3 separate regions of the Mus musculus genome follow, and regions 2 and 3 are each linked to region 1. Evidence: chromatin contacts called from public promoter capture Hi-C data. All regions are on one chromosome and are shown on one strand. Each heading gives the region's core, a stretch centred on a gene start, on an enhancer-like site or on the middle of the called end of the contact. The rest is flanking DNA. Distances are from core to core; before and after follow the strand shown.

The links. Promoter capture Hi-C pulls out the DNA fragments that hold promoters and counts their contacts. Capture Hi-C pulls out chosen DNA fragments and counts their contacts.
Region 2: a promoter capture Hi-C map of liver shows a contact between it and region 1, with 6 times the contacts expected there. The contact joins the promoter of Pde6d here to the promoter of Sh3bp4 in region 1. A contact is called at or near these places in 1 of 39 promoter capture datasets (embryonic stem cells) and 2 of 9 other capture datasets (adipose tissue and liver).
Region 3: a promoter capture Hi-C map of pre-B cells shows a contact between it and region 1, with 5 times the contacts expected there. The contact joins the promoter of Per2 here to the promoter of Sh3bp4 in region 1. A contact is called at or near these places in 1 of 39 promoter capture datasets (pre-B cells) and 1 of 115 datasets of contacts at active chromatin or transcription factors (astrocytes).

Annotation. Positions count from the first base shown.
Region 1 is chr1:89,067,991-89,072,136 of GRCm38.p6, forward strand. It overlaps Sh3bp4 (SH3-domain binding protein 4), which reads left to right and starts at 2,425. Exons shown (of 6, transcript NM_133816.3): 1 at 2,425-2,607.
Region 2 is chr1:86,580,741-86,584,886 of GRCm38.p6, forward strand. It overlaps Pde6d (phosphodiesterase 6D, cGMP-specific, rod, delta), which reads right to left and starts at 2,045. Exons shown (of 5, transcript NM_008801.3): 1 at 1,560-2,045. The coding sequence starts at 1,609. Cops7b (COP9 signalosome subunit 7B) reads left to right here and starts at 2,181. Exons shown (of 8, transcript NM_172974.3): 1 at 2,181-2,356.
Region 3 is chr1:91,457,489-91,461,634 of GRCm38.p6, forward strand. It overlaps Per2 (period circadian clock 2), which reads right to left and starts at 1,840. Exons shown (of 23, transcript NM_011066.3): 1 at 1,685-1,840. It overlaps Gm35591 (a long non-coding RNA gene), which reads left to right. Exons shown (of 3, transcript XR_003948694.1): 3 at 1-282.

The DNA of each region.
Region 1 (4,146 bases), core at 1,175-3,674:
TAGTCTGGATTTCTGCCCAGCTCCATACTTTGATGTGTCTCTGACCTTTGTTTCCAGTCACCAAGCATCACCTAGGCCACACTTGGGCTTTCTCATCTTCTTGTTCCTTTGTGAGCATTTTGCTCAGTGCAGCTAAGGAGTCTTTCATGTGCGGGGCCATTTGCAGTGTTTGGGGGACTCATTTTTTTTATACCTTTGATCATTTATAACTCGCTTGTCTTTTTCAATGCTTTATAAGCAGTTCTTCTTTTGAGACAGATTCAGTATAGCAGTAGATCTAAGTTGTCTTTGAATTCATAATCCTCCTGCCTCATTTTAGCAAGTACTAGGATTAAGGTATATGACACCTAACCCAACAGGTCTTTGTTTTTTAAAAGATTTATTTTCATTTTGTGTAAATGAATGTTTGCTTGAATATATGTCTGTGTGCCACTGGTACGCCTGGTGCCGTGAAGGGCAAGGGAAAGTGTCAGATGCCCTGGAACTCCAGTTAGAGATGGTTGTGGGAGCTAGGAACCGAAGCGTGGCCCTCTGGAAGAGCAACCAGTGCTTAACCTCTGATCCATCTTTCCATTCTCCAAGACAGGGTCTCACACATCCCAGGCTGATCTTGAATTCACTATGTAGGGGAGTATGACCTTCAACTTTTGATCCTTCTGCATCCACCTTCCTTGAATCCCCCTTGAATCTCTTGAGTGTGGGCTTGAGTGACTACATCCCCATTTCTTGGCGCTGAGGATGGGACCCATGGCTTTGTGCATGTTTGGCAAGCACTCTACCAACTCTAGCTATAACCCCAGCCCACGTTCATGCATATTCTCCCTCTCCCTCTTTCTGACATGGTTTAGACAGGAGACATTCGGAGTCACGGCAGTACAAATAGCTAATATTTAGTGATGGCTACTTTGTGCTAGGCATTCTGCTGAGGCTTATGCTCTGTATTTAATTTTCATACTCAGAGGCAAGTGACTCACACAGAGGCCTAGAGATCCCAGCACAGCAGGCTGGCTCCTGACACGCCCTCCAGTCTGGATGCTTTTGTCTCCTCCACCCCCACCCCCTCCAACCATGTAAGTCACTTGCACCTTCAGGAGACTGCTTCTTTTAAGGTCGACAGCTACACTTAAGGAGTAATTGTACTCGTTTCCATGTTCTAAGAGAATATGAAATTCTACCCTCTTAGCCTTAGGTTGACCAGTATGTCTACCTGACTCCACTAGGACTACATCTAGAGCGGGGTGGGGGTGGGGGTGGGGGAAGGCGGGCAGCCCGAGTGCAAGGGTGGAGTGGAAGGGGAGCATAAAGAACACGGGAGATAGAAAACTGGCTAGTATTCCGACTCTGAAGCCCTCTCCCATGTGATCTTGCCGAATATGATAATCTGTGTTAACGTCTGAAGTCACTTAGAAAATATAAATGGTATCTGTCGCCAGCGATGATAGTGAAGATGGACTCAGTGGGCTGCTGGATTTGGATCTGTGGCAACATTGAAGACATGATTGCCACTGGTTCCAAGTGGAAGCCTTCATTCCCTGGCCTCACCACCACAGCAGTCAAAGGCTGGTTCGACCTCACTGAGGCAATCAACCCCTACAGGCCTCTGTCTACTCCCGTGAGAGATGACTCATGAGCTTGGGCTTTTGCTCCGCTGCCTCGCAGTGTGTTCATTCACTGAGCTCGCATCGAGCGTCTACTTCTGTATGTGAGTCTGGGCAGAGGAAGTGTAACTATGCTGACATGTATTCAGTTGCAATCTGCCTCGCAGGCAGCTCTCCTCCACTTGTAGTTGTTCCCTAAGCTGAGTTTTGTTTGTTTTTTCTCGGTTTTACTGCTTAACCACTCCCGGGGGATCAGAGGCTTCCCCAAAACAGAGCACCGGAGGTCTCCATCATCTTTGCTCATTTCTGGGTCCAGGGGTAAAGATCCCGAGGCCCTAACCCCACTCTCTTAACTGGCGCTGTTAAGGAAGGAGACAAGGAGTGTTGGCGGGAATCGCGCCGGAGCACTGGAGGCGCCAGTAAGCCAAGCCGCTTCTTTAAGTAAATCAGCGGCTCAGTCGGCCCCGCCCCTCCGGGACATCCCGCCCCCTTCATCCAGGCCCCGCCTTTACTAAGAACTGCCCTCCCCCAGCTCGAGGCACAGCCCCTACTTGCTCCAACCTCATATTGACCACGCTCATTTGAGCACACCCCGCCCACTTTTGCCCCAGTATCGTCTAGGCCCCGCCTCTCCGACAAAGACTCCGCCTTGAGAGTGCGATTCCGCCCCCGGTCCCTACGCCCCAGCCTGAGCTTGACCCGCCTCTTCCTCGCTCCGCCCCCAGCTTTGGCCCCGCCCCTCCCGCGGTCTCTGCTTGCGCTCCGCCCTCCTGGAGCCCGCTGTTTGCGCCCCGGCCCCGCCCGCGCTCGCGCCCCGCCCCGGCCCAGACCACCTCTGCGCCCGCTGGCGGGGGCCGAGCGCTCTGGGCTGTCGCGGCGTCTGGGCACCTCACCACCTCTGCTGCCTCGATCGCTGAGGCCGCGGTACCGGGAGTCGCGCGCGCCCCCGGCCGGGTGAGCCCCACAGGACAAGAGAACCGCAGGACCCGTGGGGCGCCATGCGAGCCAGGTAGGAGCCTAGGGTCGGACGGCGCACCCTATCCCCGCGCGCGCTGTGGCTTTGGGCAGCATCCCGGGCTCTGGGGCGCGGCTAGCCTGGAGCAGCTCCGAGCCCCTTGAGCTCCCGGTTCCCTGCCCTCTGTGGTCACAGCCCGACCTGGGCTGCGGATCGTGGTCGCTAGGGCCCGGGGCGCGGGGAGGGCGGAGGGGGTCGCGGCGCCACCCGCGCGGTTCTGAGAAGGAGCGAAGAGAGCGCGGCTTTGGGTTAAACTTGGTGACAATGCACATTTCAACTTCTTCGGAGAGCCCTCCTGGAGGATGAAATTGAAAACTCCAGTTTCTGTCTTGGTGATCGAGTGACCGCGCAGCCCCGAGGTGACAGCGCTGGGGTGTGCGGGTGGGAGCGGTTAGGATAGAGGAGCGTTGTTCTGCAAGTGCTGTTTACCGTGAAGCCGCCCTGCGCCGCCCAGTGTGTCTTGTTAGAGGGTTTGGGGGCCAGGAGGCTCCCAGCTGGGATCTGGCGTTGTAGTATGCAGGTTTGGGGGGCTTAGCGGTGCGGACTGTGGGGCTGGCTGGCGCTGGCCCTTCCCGGGTGTGGGGCGCCTGCAGATGCCGCGCGGGAGGAGTGGCGGAGAGCTGGCTGGCCGCTCTGCGTGCGCAGAAGGTTGTGGAGCCTCGTGGAGCTATGAGATTTGAAAGGGAATACCATGCTGGGCTTTATTCGTGTTTATTCTTCCCTTGTTAGTGCATCAGATTGGTGTTCTGTGATTTAGCAGCAGAAATAAAGTTCGTATAACTTTTGCTCTGATTATAAAAGCAATGAGTGTCCAGAGCGGAAATAAACACGAGATCTACGCCGATCCCACATTCGTTGGGGGTGGGGGGTGGGGATGTCGCAGCCTTGTAGATTTAATCATTGAATTATACCTGGCGCCTTCTTGCCTAACCTCAAGAAAACCCTTGCTTGAAACCCTTGATTGTCTCGTGCCCAAAGTTTGGAATTTTTGACCTGCCTTACCACAAAGGCTGTTTCTGATAGTTATGAGTACCCTTTTGATGTACTGGGGTTTCCCATGAGATGGTGGGTACAGATGGAGAGAATGGTGGTGGGAGGGCCGAAACCTCAGCCCAGTCCGTGGTTTTGGTACCGAGCCTTGTAAAAATGACAGTAATGATTCTCAATCTGCTTCCTGGGCCAACCATAAAAATTAATGGGTGGTTTGCAGAGCGTTTTTGGCATCCTTAGATGGACAGCGGCTGTATTTCAATGTGCTGGGGAGCATTTAGCTGTTACACAGTGTCATCTAGGTAGCTAGGTAAAACAAGCTACCTAGAGCTTCGCTACCCTGCCCAGGAAGCAAGATCTAGGCAGGCCCTAGGGATCCCAGAGCACACTCCTATTCTCCTGTTGGTGCTGGCTAAGTCCTTCAAAGTGAGAGGCTTGGAAGTAACTGGTCTTCTCAAGGATCCTTTCTGCAGCATCTTTTGGACTTGGGGGAGGGGGTTGTCCCAAAGTCAGGGGGCATTGGTGCCTGGTATATGCAAAGCT
Region 2 (4,146 bases), core at 795-3,294, 2.5 Mb before region 1:
AACACATGACAATCTCTTGCTTCAGTCACCAAGTGCTGGGGTTATAACCATGATTTAATCATGCCTTGTATGAATTCTAGAATTTACGTTCACCTTAGTTTCTAACCATAGCCAAGCAATTAGATATTGGAAGATGTGAAACAGGTCTTGAGACAATGCAACAGGTTGTTCAGAGAACCAGTTTAGGGAAGCCTAAACCTCCAGAGGCAGGAGCTGGGTAAATGATGGTTACATCCCACAAAGGGAGGCACTTAGGAATATTCCATATTGTACAGCAGAGATTAAGGTCAACAGAATGTAAAACTGGAATATATTTCATCTGCATTTTATGGTGACAAATAGTCCATCAAAACACACAGCTTCTAGCTGAAGGTGCTGGCCACACCCTGAGTTCTAACAGTTCCAGCACTCAGGAGGCAGAGACAGGTAGACAGCCTGGTCTACACATCAAGTTCTGGGTCAGCCAGAGCTACACTGTATGACCCTGTCTCCAAAATAAAACAAACGCTTCGAAGTTTTCTCTCTCTATATAAAGAGGTTGCAAAAGTCACAGTGTAGCTACAACAGGCCTGAAGCAATGGTTTCTTTTCCTCCTCTGGCTTCTCACTTTCTTCCTTTTTGAAGCAGGGTCTCCTATAACTAAGGCTGGTCTTGAACTCTATGAAACTCTGAGGATGACCTGAATTCTGGATCCCCCTGCTTCCATCTCCCAAGTACTGGGATCACAGGCATTCAACACCAAGTCCACCGAAACAACGAATTCTGATATCATATGGTGTCCTCAACACAATCAAGTAATTGTGAACAGCTTCACCATAATAAAGCGTTAACCTCAGCAATGCCAAAGATAATTTTGCCGGGAGTCGGTTCAAAACCAAAGTACCTCATGCATCTCACACACCTCCTATTTCTCATCTCGCTGGAAAGAGAACTTGAGATGTTAATGCTCCAAAGGCCAACAAAGTGTTAAGATGGGGTCCGTCTTTAATTTCTCTTTCCCCACCTCTCCACTACTCCAGCCCTATAAGAAGCCACAAGTGAGGAAGAAAAGTTGTGAAAACAAGACGGATGTGTGTGTGGTGGGGTGGGATGGGGTACATTATCCCCCACATACAAGGTCACTTGCTTGGAGTCACTTTCTCCTGCTCCCACCCTGGGCTTCCCGCCAAAGTCGCTCCTAGGCAGGCTAGGAGGCCAGCTTGCTGCACTCCCTCAGCCTCTGCGTGGGGACTGCAGCCCCCTTCTGGCCTCCCGGCCTTCAGGACCCTAATTTCAAATGGGAACTCTTCTCGCAGTAGCCAGGTCCCGGGGCTCCTCCACCTCCATCCTCCCCCCCGCCCCCCCCCCCCCCCAGGCTCCATCAACGTCCCCTTTCTCCCTCAGGGTGCCCCTGTGCCTGCCTCCCGTTCGCGGTCCCTCCCGGGGGCCCGGCACACAGTTCCTTTCCTGCCCCTTCTCGTAGCCCTTCTTCCCCGGTGCCCACCTGACGCCCCTGCCAAAGCCTGGCTCCTTAGAGCCACGGCCTCCTCCCAGCCCCGCCCCTGCTCCCGGGCGGATACAGTTTGAAGCCTCTCAGGATATCCCTGGCCCGCTCGTCCTTGGCTGACATGATGCGGCGCCTGCCGCCCGCGGCCCTCCCACGCTGGCTCCGCGGGGCCTCGCAGACGGTACCCAGGAACCGAGGACAGCCGCAGCCCGGCCGGACACCTCAGGTGAACAGCGGTGGCGGCCAGACCCGAACCGGCCTCTCCCTCCCCTCAGCTCCCGCTCCTGATCCCTTCTCCTTCCCTCTAGTCGTGGAGCTCCCGCCTTGAAACCAATGACAAGCCAGCCTTGGCGATTGGCATCTTGAGTAGCCAATAGCAACGCTCAGCGGCTTCGCTCGGGGACGGAGAGCGTCAGTGGGAAAGGCCCTCTTGGAGAGTCCCGGAGGACAGAATTTTCTTTCGTGTTGTTGCCTAGAGTTTGTCCCAGAGGAGCGATGGCTTGAAATCTTCAGAGGCGTTTGAGATGCCTGCTCTTGTTGCCGGGCACACTAGTGGTCTGAGACTATGGCAGGCTGCACTGTACAAGGTGGCAGAAACTACATTTCCCAGCATCCCAGAGAGCACAGGCGATCCCAGCGCACCATTAGAGGCCAGGGACTACAAGTCCCAGCATACTATGCGCTCCATCTTTTTAACTTGGGTTCCAGTGTGCCGAGCAGTGTGCACATATTTGAAATCCTCCTATGGGGTTGGTTTCTGAATCCTGTTACTTGAAACCCAGCAGGAAGGTCTTCTTTTACCCCGGAGACGTGACAACCCACCGACAGTTAACTTCTGTTTACATGGAACTCAGGAGTCTGCAAACCATGGTAAGACTGCAAACCACCAACAAAACCACATATTAAGCCACGAGAGATAACAGAACAAAATGACCTCCTCAAATAGTGTTAGTTTATTAGTCTGGAGTTCATTTTTACTTGTTTTGCAGGGTTTATGTTATATTTCTGCTTTGGACTGGGTGAGCTAAAGATTGTTTATACTCAATGTTAGTACAGGAAGACTTAAAAGATTTTGCCAATCCAATCTCTTTATCTTTTGTTTTTAAATATGAGGAAATAGAGACCCGGTGAGGCAGAGACTGGCCAGAGAGCACAGCAAATTGACACAGTTAAAATCTGGCTTTACATCTACTGACCTGTCATCTAGTATCTACACTACACTAGGGAGGTAATATTTTTAGAAGCATGGCAATGTGATTGTTTTTCTCCTTAATGAACAGTTTCTGAACTAGTGTTGAAACACCCAGAAAATAGGAAAGCATTTATTTCATGGATTTCCTGAAAGGAGCTGGTGTGACAGTCCTTTATCCTCAGACTAGATAGGTCTTGCTATTTTTATTTGCTTTTTTGACATTCAAGTTGACATTTAATGATTGTTTTTCCCCCAGAAAGTAGATAAAGTTGGTTTAACCCTCTGTTTCCTTGGAGACGCCTGTGTCCTTCCTCTGGCCTTCTTTCCTGTTCTTGTTCCCACTCCACCCATTTGATCACCCACCCATTTTGTTTGTTTTTCTTCCAAGTAACTCAACAAACCTTGTTTTGGTTTTTGGTTTTGGTTGGGTACTGAATTAAGTAAAAGATAGGCCACTGTTATTCAGAAGATACATAACTGATTAGGGAGATAAGGAGATTCAAGATGGAGTTGACAAGTGGCATAAAAGAAAAGATATCAGAATGCCACAGAGGATTACTTGTTGGCCTTTTAGTCAAGATCAAGTGGAGAATGCCTTAGAGGTTCTGGTGACGTGCCTTTAACAGCTGGCAAAACTTCATGGTGGAAATGACATTTGAACTTAAAGCAGTGGTTCTCAAACTGTGGGTCAAAAATCCCTTTGGCAAACCGCTATCTCCAAAAATGTTTACATTATGATCCATACAGTAGAAACATTACAGTTCTGAAGTAGCAATGAAAATTATTTTAGGGATGGGGGTCACCACAGCATGAGGAATTGGTTTTTTGTTGTTTTTTTTTTGGGGGGGGGGGGAGACAGGGTTTTTCTCTGTGTAGTCCTGGCTGTCCTGGAACTCACTCTGTAGACCAGGCTGGCCTCGAACTCAGAAATCCGCCTGCCTCTGCCTCCCGAGTGCTGGGCTTAAAGGTGTGCGCCACCACGCCCGGCATGAGGAACTGTATTAAAGGGTCTCTGCGTTAGGAAGGCTGAGAACCTCTTACTCAGAGGTTGAGGATTTTCCCCTCATGTTAATTTTTTTTTTTAATCCTGAATTATCTTTGTTAATGAGATGTGCCATACATTGGGTGAGAGAAGATATACACACCCATAAGTATCACCCAAATCAAGAAGCAGAGCCTTCCCAGCAGCTACCACGTATGCCCTTTTCCACCATAATACATCCGCATATCTGCAGGCAATCAACTTGTTTCCTGGCTTTATGGCTATGTGGATATTTTATGTGTATTTGAATTTGTATGTGGATTTCACTTATACGTGATTATGCAGTATGTGCGGCATATAGCTGACATGTGTTTGTAGCATTTTTTCCAATGGCAAGTTGTATGTATAGTCACAGTTCATCTCTGAGAGAGTTGATGGGGATCTGAGTTTTATCTTATGAGATATGTTATGAATTGGGTTGGGTAT
Region 3 (4,146 bases), core at 590-3,089, 2.4 Mb after region 1:
GCCATTCACCAGCTCCTCAGAGCTGGAGCCGGGGGTCCACTGAGATTGGAGGAAATTATACCATTATAATAGGCTCCCATACCTCTCAGGGTTTTCTAGGTTTGGAGTTTGAGAGAGGAGCTGTATAAATATCAGGAACCTCTCCTAGTTCATTTAAGCACAGCAGCTACGTCTCACACAGGGACGTTATGTGACACCAGCAGGGTTTCACAAACTTCTCACATCTTAGTTAGGCAGGTGCCTGAGAAAAGGGTCTGCAGATACAGAACTCCAAACGTGCACAGGGCCAGATCTCAGAGACTGTCTCAGATGAGGAAACTGGAGCCCAGGGTAAGCCGAGGTACCCAGTAGCTGCCAGCTGGCTGATGCAGGGCTCCCTCATTGCTCAGTACTCCAGCCTCCACACACAGCCTGAGCTGCGCCACTTATGTACCAATGAATCACACCAAGATGACAGTGACAGATAACTGCAGCCACCCACAGTACCATTCCATTCGGGCACACTGTACAGCTACCATTAAAATAAAGGAGTCCCTGGCTTTCTTAGATTCCAACAACGTACACAAAGTGGTGCTTTCCATATCTTAAAACACACACACACACACACACAAAACCGACTTTTTTAAATTAAAGCCTTGAGGCAGACAGACTCTGGTTATCAGACGAATCCGACCTAGACTCCAGAGACTAAGACAGAGTGGACATGCTTCCCTTCAGGTTTGCACCTCTGGTAAGCATGTGGACCAAGGAGGAGAAACAGATCCTGAGACTGCCAGGCCTGGTTTTTACAGTGGTACAGCTTGCCAGCCTGTGGCTGTGCCTCTTCAAGCTAGGGGTTACCCTGGATGATTTCCAGGGAGCCTTCTGGCTCCCTTGTTCCGTATGAATCAGCTTTCCAAACTGGTTCCTTGTGTATACGTTACAGAAACCCTGGCAACCAGGGTTCTTGCAGAAGAAGCAGGCCACCGCCCACCTCTTGGTCCATGTCTGTGCTTGGCAGCCAAGGTATGTCTCAAAGGATGACGATGTGACTGCTCCAGCTTAAGAGTGGACCTCTCCCCCCTCTCCTGACATACTCCCAGTCCATCTGGAGACAGGAAATACTGGCGTGGAGGATGCCACGGAAATCAAAGTGGGTGGACAAAGTGGTCTCCCTGACATAGGGGCGGGGAGGGGCAGGTGTGGCTTGGCACTGGGTATTTCTCTGTTTAACCCCTTTCCCACCGCTGGGAGTCAGTGCCTACCAGTGGTCCTTCCCCCAGGGCCAGACTTGACTCTCTGAACTCATAGCAGGAAGCCAGCTCCTTAGGGGACCCTCTGGACCCATCCTAGGAACAGTTTGCACTGACCCTGGCTTCCTTGGACAGCACCATGGGAGTCGGCGTGCTCAGTCTGGTGTCGTGATCACTCAATGTCTCTGTGTCCTCGGACAAGATGCCTAACTAATCTCTCCGACCTCAGTGCCTAACCTGAGAAATGGGGACAGCAGTGTGAACCTGGAAAAGGGTCACCGCGCAGTTCCATCTACATTCTGCCGAGTTGCAGCCGTTTGCACAGTCGGCAACTCCTGGCTCAGGACCCCAGCTCCAGCTGTCCGAGCCGCCGGTTACGTAAGACGACCACGGCCGTCCAGGTCCGCGCCACCGCCCAGCACCGCGCCACCGCCCAGCGCCGCGCCACTCACCGCTTCGCCGCGTCAACCCGCGCGTCTGTCCCTTGCTCGGCCCGTCACTTGGTGCGCTCGGCCTGCGCCGCAGCCGCCCGGAGCCGCTAGTCCCAGTAGCGCCGCTGCCGCCGCGTCGCCCTCCGCTGTCACATAGTGGAAAACGTGACCGCGCGCGCTGAGCCCGCCCCTGCGCGCGCCATTGGTCGGAGTGCCACCTCATTTGCATACTGGCGGGGCGGAACCTGAGAGCTACGCTCATCAATTGGTGGAGACGCCCGTCGCTCTCTTTACATAAGACGCACATGGAACTCCATGTTCGCCGCCCGGGTTCCTCAATGAAGATGCTGCGCGCTCTTGCGCCCCCCCGCGCCCGGGCGAGTAGGCTCGTCCACTTCCGGCCTGCGGGACTTCCATTCACCTGGCACGGCGGTGGCCCGCTCGTGCAGCCCCGGAGTGGCGCGTACCACTGCGGCGCGGGGGAATGGTGCTTGGCCGCTGCGCAACTCACAGCCGGCAGAGACCAGGGCCACCGGCCTATCACCTGCGACGACGTGACCAGCCTCGGTAATCCGAAGGACCGAGAATGCTCTCTGCTGACACCTTTCGCTCATCCAGCCCAGTTCATTCATTTCCCCTCTCATTCATTCATGGCGAGACGCTTGAGGGCAAATAGGACGGCCCCTCTGGATCTGCTGCTGAGCACCTTCCCAGGACAGGCTGGGTGACCCTAGGACAGGCCCCCCAGGCTGACCGTCATTCCAGATGGGCCAAAGCACAAAACTCCCACTTAGCCTTTCTTGTTTCTGAAACTGCGTGTTGCTAGTTAGTGTTGATTCAGGAAATAAGGTCATAATTGCCGTGCAGAGATACAAAGGAAAGAAGTGATTTCTTCCTGCCCTCAATCACATAGGGAGAGAAGACTGACGTTCTACAGGGAAGCTTAACCAAATGCGGTGGTGTAGTTTATTAACCTTACAGGAACTATGGAAGCGGGGTGTGCATCTGGAACAGCAGGGCTTTTCTGAAGTGGAAGCTACAGACACTAGCTAGTCAGGGGAGGGTACTCCTCCAGTGATAGGACAGCCCTGCCCCTGTGGAACCTTGGTTGAAGCTATTTGGTTCTTTCAAGAGCACTGTCTGGAAGCCTACTAAAGCGTTCAGGCTCCTGTCCAAAGGGTCAAAGGAGGGAGTAGAAGTTTCCTCGGAGCGGGTTTGAGGCTGACAGAGAACAACCTAAAGACTCATGCAAGGTGTGATGGAGAAGGCAAGCTTGTCACGTCTTCCAAGGGTAAAAAGGTCATTTGTCATTGCCAGGGAACTTGAAGCCTAGTAGCATCCACTACTCTGAATCTTCCCCTGGGGTGTCCTAGGAACCAGGAATGGAAAGGAGGCAAACATTAGCAACAGAAGTCTGCTAACAAACTGAGCTGCTGGTGTACACAGCCGGCTAACCCACATTCAAGAATTCCGTGTGGGAGCTACTTCTTTCTGTCTGCCTGGCAGGACAGGCATGCAATTCCTCAGATGCAGATGGGGGCAGAGACTAAGTTCATTTCAGCAGCCCTTTCCAAAGAAGCCCTGGGAAGCCAGATGTTGACTCACACTGCAGGGGGCAGGGCAGCACCTCTGGTTCCTCTGACACTGACACCTCACCACACTCCCCAACACACACAAACACTGAGCAGAGCTGGGCCAAGCTGCACCCTGCACACACCCAAAGGGCCTTTTGTTTCCTCGCTTACATTGACGGCAATGGTGGCTACATTGTTCTGGAAACAAGAGTACACAGCTCATCCACCTGGCAGAGTCTCCTTCATGCTCAGCTTTTTCTTGTCTTGCTCTACATTTGGCCTGCAATGTAATGTCACAGTTCCTCCCTAAGTTTAGCCTTTTCTATTTCCACCAGTAAGTCTAGAAAGACATAGTAATCAATTCTTTTGGAAACACAATACTGTGGGGACTCTAGAACTCTTTGGAATCTAATTTGTCTCTGGTTTTGGTTGGATTCTTCTTTCTTTTCTTTCTTTCTTTCTTTCTTTTTTTTTTTTTTTTTTTTTTTTTTTTTTTTTTTTTTTTTTTGAGACAGGGTTTCTCTGTATAGTCCTGGCTGTCCTGGAACTCAGTTTGTAGACCAGGCTGGCCTCGAACTCAGAAATCCGCCTGCCTCTGCCTCCCGAGTGCTGGGATTAAAGGCGTGCGCCACCACACCCGGTTTGGATTTTTACACTGTATCCCACACTGGCTTGAGTTATAGATTGTTGTGAGCTGCCACATGGGTGCTGGAAACCAAAACCTGAGTCCTCCGTAAAGGCAATATGTATTTTTAACTGCTAAACTATCTCTTCAGCCCTGAAGACACAGTTTTTAAAAAAGCCTCCTCCCAGACTAAAACTATTTGCTGCCATGCTATGCAAGAAGAGATTGAAGCATCAAGTTTCAGGGTTATAAGGACAGCCAATGGCTTGACTGAGATAAGAGTT